Regions from separate parts of the Canis lupus genome. Here region 1 is linked to region 2. Evidence: chromatin contacts called from public Hi-C data. All regions are on one chromosome and are shown on one strand. Each heading gives the region's core, a stretch centred on a gene start, on an enhancer-like site or on the middle of the called end of the contact. The rest is flanking DNA. Distances are from core to core; before and after follow the strand shown.

Region 1 (3,876 bases), core at 1,368-3,867, 46 kb before region 2:
ATGCTAAGGGATATAGGAACTCTGTTAAGAACTGGGGTCAAAGACCAAATATTACAGCAAAAGACATTCCTAGTGCTCTTTTCACTTAGGATATTACTAGAGTTTTAGGAGCTCTATGCCAGGAACAAGGGGCAGTGGCCTATGTACTTCTTTTCCCCCACAATTATAAAGTCTTAAAAAAGGTGCCTATTTTTTTTGCCAGTGACTTATAAAATGATGCTAAGACATGAGATATTTCCAATTGGTATTAGGGAGACTATCAAGATGTGTAAAGTATTAACACATGCTGGGGCTAATCCTCCTCTCACCCCACCCTGGGGATGATAAAAAAAAAAAAAGACATAAATAAGAAAACACAACATAATGAAAGCAATTGAGATAACTACAGTAAATAGCCAGAGCCTAAATTGTTCCTCCTCTGCCCATTATGTGACTCTTTTGGTGTTGGTCCCATGCCTCTCACACCTTTCTGTATAGTAACCAATGCATGGCCTGGCATGTGGCAGGCAGGTGCTCAGCAAATTTGTGAAGTTGAACAAACACTCTGGCCTGATCATAAATATGCAACTTCTCCAGGGGAGTTCTTGAGTTGTATATCACATTTAGTTGTCCCATAAATACATACGGTTGAGGAATTTGCACTCAGAAACATGATCTCTGTAGGCATATACTATCCCAGGTCTAACTTTAGGGACTCTGTTAATGTGCATTCCTTCCTTCCTTCCTTCCTTCCTTCCTTCCTTCCTTCCTTCCTTCCTTCCTTCCTTCCTTCCTTCCAGTAATCTCTATGCCCAACATGGGGCTCAAACTCACAACCCTGAGGTCAAGAATCACATGCTCTATTGAGTGAGCCAGCCAGGTGCCCCAATATGTCATTATTTTAAATGATGTGAAGATGAGCAGGGGATAGAAAAGGGGCAAGATTCCATGTGGTTGCCTGTTGGGTTTGCACAGATAAGAGATGTGCAGGTGAGCTGGTTTCTAGTTGGCAGAAATTTGTCCCACAGCCACGCAGTCAGCCTGAAATCAGGAGTACAAATGAAATTAGCGAGGTATCCTAAAGTCCTCTGGTGTCCTTCTCCTTCTCAGTCTAGAAATCAGTTCTAGTTTTCTTCTCTCCCTCTTTCCAGCATTGGTGCAGTATCTTTGTTACACAGGGCTTTCCATCTTTTTATTATGTTAATGGTTAGACCTTTGTCCCCCATCCCTGTCTGTTAGGTTCTCTCCATAATTTTCAGAGGAAGATTTCAAAACTAGGTTTTTGTCAATTAATAAGAGCCTGACCAATTTCTTCTAATAATCACTCAGAGCCTCTTACACTGACTTCACCTTTGTTTTGTTTTTCATTTGCTTAGCAGCTTCATATGATTCATCCTCTTTGTAGAGACAGTGATTCTCTTAAGGAACAGGACAGGTATTAAAAAGTCTCTCCTAGCAGATGAGTTAGATGAGACTCAGAGAGGGGATGATCTGGGCCTGTTGTTCACCTAGATCGTTAATGGTAGAACTGGGATGAGAAAACCCTTATCCAGACTCCTCTGCAGCAGCTCATGCTGCTCACTCATCAGCGGGGCCTGGTTTAGCAGGAGTGTGGGAGAGATGCTGAAATATGGGGTCAAGGGAAGGTGTGCATGTTTGAGCTTAGCACAGTGCCTGGCTTAGTGCTGCCTTCAATATTGGCAGGATACCATGGGGGGCTCAGCCATGGGATTAGTGGAGAGCACAGAGGACATTCACAGAAAGGGATGTGGGTAGAGACATGTTCAAGAAGGTAGAGATCAGGGGAACAGCCTTCCAGAGGCACAGAACATTTGGGGGTGTTATTTACTGGGCCAGGATTATGTGTTTTATGTTCTCCAGTTGCCACCACAGCCTTGGCAGTAGGTATCATGACTTCCATTCCTCAGATGGGACCACTGAATCACAGGGCAATCAAGCAACCCCTAGGCTAGCTGCTCCAAAGACCTCCTAGGACACCACTCACGTGAAGTCCCTGGAGTGTTGCAATGTCACGTGGCTCTTATGAGGCAGAGTCCAGATTCACACCTAGGCTGCTTGGCCTGCAGTCTAGGTTCTTAGCACCCCTTCTACTGCATTTCCCAAGACAACTTTCCTGGACACTAACATTGCCCAGTCAGGCCCTGTTCATCTATGTCTCCAATGCAACAAGGAAGAACATTGCACAGTTTATGGTGGCAGGGGAGAAAAATGAGGGCTGGACTCAGAGTCAGAGGCTGAGGTTTGAGTCCTAGGTCTGCTCCTGACTTGTGCAGTCTTGGCCAGTCATCACACCTCTCCACGTAGCCATTTGCATCTATAACGTGAGGAGATGGGTGTACCCCTCTCTGAGGTTTAGGGTGAGGACTCTGTGAGATTAATGAATGTAAAAGTGCTTTGTAGGCTCTAAAGGTCTGAACAAATGTAAAGGTTAGTACAAATCAAGGGAACAAATGGAGCCAGCAGGCAGCTATTTATTATTTGGGCTGATATGTATGCAGAATATTGACTTTTTATGCCTCATTTGCTTCCGTGAAAAATGTACAAGTGACGGTATCTTGAATCTGCAAATAGAGGATGAGGCCTTTGTGTGTGCTGCGGGTACTGCGGCGGCTGAGAGAGGAGGCCAGGAAATGAAAACCATGTGGCTATGAGTTGGGCCTTGAAGCTTTAAACTTCCCCCACAAGGAAGAAGAAAATATGCTAGATGTTCTTGGGTGATGATGATGAGAAATACGAACCAAGCCTACATTCCCTGACTTCTTGTATTTCTCTTGAGCAATGTTTCTGTTCTTTAGGGAGCTTAACAGCAAAATCACATTTCGTTTGTTGAAATGTGACAAAATTGGGCAGAATCAGAGGCTCAGGATGCTGTAGTAAAAAAGAGTTATAAAATTTAAATAAGTCTTAAGTGAATTGGACTCAGGCATTTTCTGGATTAAAAAGAAGAACTGCAGGGCAGCCCTGGTGGCACAGCGGTTTGGTGCCGCCTGCAGCCCAGGGCGTGATCCTGGAGACCCTGGATCGAGTCCCACGTCGGGCTCTCTGCATGGAGCCTGCTTCTCCCTCTGCCTGTGTCTCTGCCTCTCTCTCTCTCTCTCTCTCTCTCTGCATCTCTATGAATAAATAAATAAAATCTTAAAAAAAAAAAAAAGAAAAACTGCAGAAACTAGGATCTTGTTTTTTGTTGTTGTTGTTGTTGTGTTGTTTCTTTTTTTTACTATCTTCTGCTATGGTGGCCATGACCGTATGCAAAAGTGCGCATACTTATAATTGTAATTTTTAAAGATCAAGAGCAAAGAAAGTTCCTTTTTAACCTTTCATTTCCTCACGAACCCACCATTGCAGGAAGGATCCAGCTAGGATATCTAGAAAGGCACACTCAAGAGGTCCCATCCATATGGATCTGTTGTCCGAGGACTGTAAGGTAATGGCATTTATCAGAGTGTGAATGAAGAAAACAGGAGGATACTTATGAGTCAGGTGTAGCTGCGAGGCAGGAAGGAAGTCAAAAGACTCTTGACCTCAGCTTGGAAAGTGGAGTTGGCTAGAAGTACCATACAAATATGTGGGTGTATGTGGGGAGTGTGGGGTAGAATTTAATAACATACAGGTGCTTTGGGCAAATATAAACAATACATAGCTCTCACACCAAAAGGATTGAAGCAGATCAGAGATGTAGTGGTATTTGTCATGTGAAGCTCTCTAAACAGATTTAAACCATGTATCTGAATTAAAGAAGCAGCTTCTCAAACATCTACTTTAACAGAGAGCTTTTACCCAAGTGACTGAGATTAGCCACAAATCCCTCATAAAACCAAATTAATGAGATGATCCCTGGTTATTGAGAAAAGGAACTGGGGGAAAAGAGGGAAAGTG
Region 2 (3,484 bases), core at 886-3,385:
GTTGATATTTGGGTTGCGAATATAACACACTTATATTGGTCTACACTTATAGTTCTCTCATTTGCAATGGTTCTACATACAGGTATAAGCATCTTACTATTTACTTTGCCTTCTAATATGAAATTAATTACAAGTTATTTTCCTTTATTATATAATTAGGACATTATACTGATGTCTTGGGCAATTTGCATAGGTAATTAATATCGTCTATGAATTTCATTTCAAGACAGTAAGGGGAGTGTTAAAAATACTAGTTTCAAAAAGGGGTTGATGGGTCTGATAGGGTTGAGATAGCTGCGAGAACAGCTCCCTCCTCCTTTCAAATTGGGCCCAAAGAAATTATGTACAGGCATGGCCATGATGAACCAAAGTAGATCTTGAGTGCATTTGCCAGATTAAATTATTTGTTATCATTCTTCTGAAAGATGGCTATTTTTCCGTAGAGAATTCTGTGTCCTATTCAGTTTAGTTACAAAGCCATGCAGGGTGAATTAGTAAATACAAATACCTACAACAGTGGTGAAGAACTGCCTCCCAGATACAACAAATGCAATCTATTTTGTGTTTGAAGGAGGACTTGCGGAGAAAAACGTTGTGTCTCTGAGCATTACTGAAGATCGAGGAGTGGAAGCCAGGAGTGCGCTTTCTTAGCTCCCTTGTCTGTATGATCTGAGTCACAATTCCATGGTTGGGTAATAAAGAGGAGGATGCTAAGCAAATGCTACCACTCCATTCTCCCTTTCCCACGTGGAATCTTTGAAGAGGCTCTGAAAGTAGGGAGCAAGAGTCCACATTTGGTTTGTGAATGAATGAAAGGCAGTATCTGGTGTCAACCCAGACCTCTAGCTCTGATTTACTATTCAAGGCAGCTTTGCCTTGTGGCCTGCCAGGGGCATATGGGGCTACCTGGGAGCAGTACCTCGCCCACTTGCCTACTTAAAGTTAACTCTTCCTCCTCCAGAATCTCAACTCTTGTTACTTTCCCAGGGATGTCTGCCATCACCAACCTGTTTGGGCCTGATTCCTTTGCCATGGATTCCTTCAGAAGCACCCCCCCCCCCATTACTTATCAGTCTGTGATTACATTCTTTAGTTGTGACCCTGTGGTTTATGCAGGACACCCACTGAGGCTAGGAATCGTCCCTGTTTATGCTCCCGGCCTTTCATACTGTGCCTAGCTGGTGTCTGTACAAAGCAGGCGCTCAGTTCTTAAATAAGCGTTCGCTTCAAATTCCAGAAGTATCAACACTTACTCGGATTTGTGCATATTACCCCTGTATCTGTAGCCCGTGCTGTTTGATGGCTGAAATCTTCTATTTGTGGAAGAGCATGGTAGCTGGATTTTGTAGAAATGAATGAGCCAGGACTGGTGACGATGCTCAAAAGCCCCATTAATTTAGGACAATCTAACTGAGGGCTCCTTGTCTTCTCTAAGAAGTCCGCTCCACCTCCATCTCTCCAACTCAGAACCCAGTGTTTGAACTTCACGATGGGTTTGTGTCTAGCTGGCAGGTAGCTGGAGAACAGGGTGGAAGGGCTGCAGCCCCGGCCCCCCCGCCCCCCTCCTAAGTGATTGACCAACACTCGCTAAAGACTTACTACGTGTCCAAGGCCTCCCCGCACTGAACAAAGAAAAGCCCCCGAGCTACAATCCCTGCCCCGGGTGGGATGTGGCCCCGGATTAGGGAGAAGTGCGGTTGACCGAGTCCCTGCGGTTGGAGTTGGCGGCCTGGGAGTGCCACCGCGAGGCCTGCGTCTGCAAGGGCGGCTCATCAGGTAGTGTCCGTGCGTGTGCGTGTGTGTGTGCGCGCGCGCGTGTGTGTGTGCGCGCGGGGCGCGGGGCGGGGGCGCGGGCCGGGGCGCGGGCGGGGGCGCGGGCCGGGGCGCGGGCGGGGGCGCGGGGCGTCTCTAACCGCGCGCCCCCGTGCGGCCGCGGGGCGGGGGGGCCGGCTCTCCGGGGCGCGGGGCGGGGGGCGCGGGGCGCGGGGCGCGGGGGGCCGCGGGCTGCGAGGCCGGGCTGCGGGCGGCAGGAGGCAGCGTCGGCCCGGGCGGCGCGGCCGAGCAGGCGGCGGCGGTGATGTCAGTGGCGGCCGGGCTGGCAGCAGCCGGCACTTCCTGTAGACGGGCGGGCGGGCTCGGCTGCAGAGCCCGGCGGCCCGGGTCGGCCTCTCGGCGGGAGGAGGCGGCGGCGGGGGAGGAGCAGGGGGAGGGCTGTCAAATTCGGGAGCCAGATTCCCCCCCTTCCCCCGGCGGTCCCTTCCGCTTCCCCGGCGCCCGGCGTGACATCTGCGGGCCGGGGACCTGCATGCGCGCGCGCCGAGCGGCGGAAGAATGGCAGTGCTCAAACTCGCCGACCAGGTAGGGGCGGCGGCGGGGACGGCGGGCTCGGGGGCGCGGCGCGGGCTGCGGGCTCGGCGCGGCGGGGAGGGCTGTGCGCGGCCGCCCGCTGCGCCCCAGGCGGGGGGCTGAGGCTCTGCGGCGCCGTCCCCGCCCTGGGCCGTCGGAGCTGCGCGCTCCGCCCGGTGCCCGCGGCGCGCCCGAGCGCTGGGGCCGGGGCCGGGGCCGGGGCGCCGCCGGGGTGCGGGCGCGCGGGTGCGCGGGTGCAAGCGGGTGCGCGCGCGGGTGCGCGCAGGTGGGCGAGTGCACGGGTGCAAGCGGGTGCGCGCGGCTGTGCGAGTGCACGGGTGCAAGCGGGTGCAAGCGGGGGTGCGGGTGCAAGCGGGTGCATGGGTGCGCGGGCGCACGGATGCAAGCGGGGCTGCGGGTGCGCGCGGGTGCAAGCCGGTGTGCGCGGGCCCCGGCCGGGCAGGGGGAGGGGAGGCTCGAGGGGCTCCCCGGGGCCGCCCGGAAGGAGGGCGGCGGCGGGAGCGGGCGGACGGCTCGCAGCCGGGGACCCTTCCCCGAGCCACGGCGGAGGCCGGCCGGGCCCGCGGCCCCCGGGGTCGGGCTGTCTGGGGCGTCGGTTCCCCGGGACGGCCCGACCTCCCCCGCCGCGGCGCGGAGGCTGCGTGTGCGCGGCGGCCGAGGTGCCCCGGGAGCTCCAGTCGCGCGCCCCGGGCCCGCCCGCCGTCCCCGCCCGCCGAGGGTCTGTCCGCTGCCGTCCCGGCCGGCGCCCGCCCAGGGGAGCTGCGGAGCCCCGAGCGTCCTCGCGGCGGGTCTGGGCGACGGGGACGCCCCACCTTTGCAGCCTTTGCTGCCCCGAGGGCGGCGGCACTCAGAGGCGCCCGCCGAGCTGCGTGACAAAACTCTGCAGCTCCTTCCGCGAAGGAAAGGGACCGGGCGGCTTCCCCTCGCCCCCCTCCTGCCATTTACTCGAGGGTCGTGAAACGAGCACTGTTTGGGGGTGCAGGTGGGCCCGGAGGCAGGCTGGACCTCGGCGCCCCGCAGAGGGGCTGCTCCGTGGTGCGAAACCTCCTGCGTCTCCAGCCGGTTGCACTTGCTGCCTCGCTGTCCCCAGTTAGAACACCCGCAAGCTAGAGGCGGT

The links. Hi-C and Micro-C count contacts between places; a contact is called where the count stands out from the background.
Region 1: a contact with region 2 is called in a Hi-C map of blood, with 2.8 times the contacts expected there. The contact joins the enhancer-like site here to the promoter of ANKRD44 in region 2. A contact is called at or near these places in 2 of 9 Hi-C or Micro-C datasets (amygdala and blood).

What each region holds. Positions count from the first base shown.
Region 1 is chr37:6,788,867-6,792,742 of UU_Cfam_GSD_1.0, reverse strand. No RefSeq gene overlaps it. Among named protein-coding and RNA genes, the nearest start is that of ANKRD44, 46 kb to the right of the region's middle. Within about 2 kb of position 2,617, at least 2 of the 20 cell types and tissues checked have an H3K27ac peak or open chromatin away from gene starts, as enhancers often do. A contact at or near this core is called in blood, where this site is marked.
Region 2 is chr37:6,743,277-6,746,760 of UU_Cfam_GSD_1.0, reverse strand. ANKRD44 (serine/threonine-protein phosphatase 6 regulatory ankyrin repeat subunit B) reads left to right here and starts at 2,135. Exons shown (of 29, transcript XM_038585235.1): 1 at 2,135-2,358. The coding sequence starts at 2,332.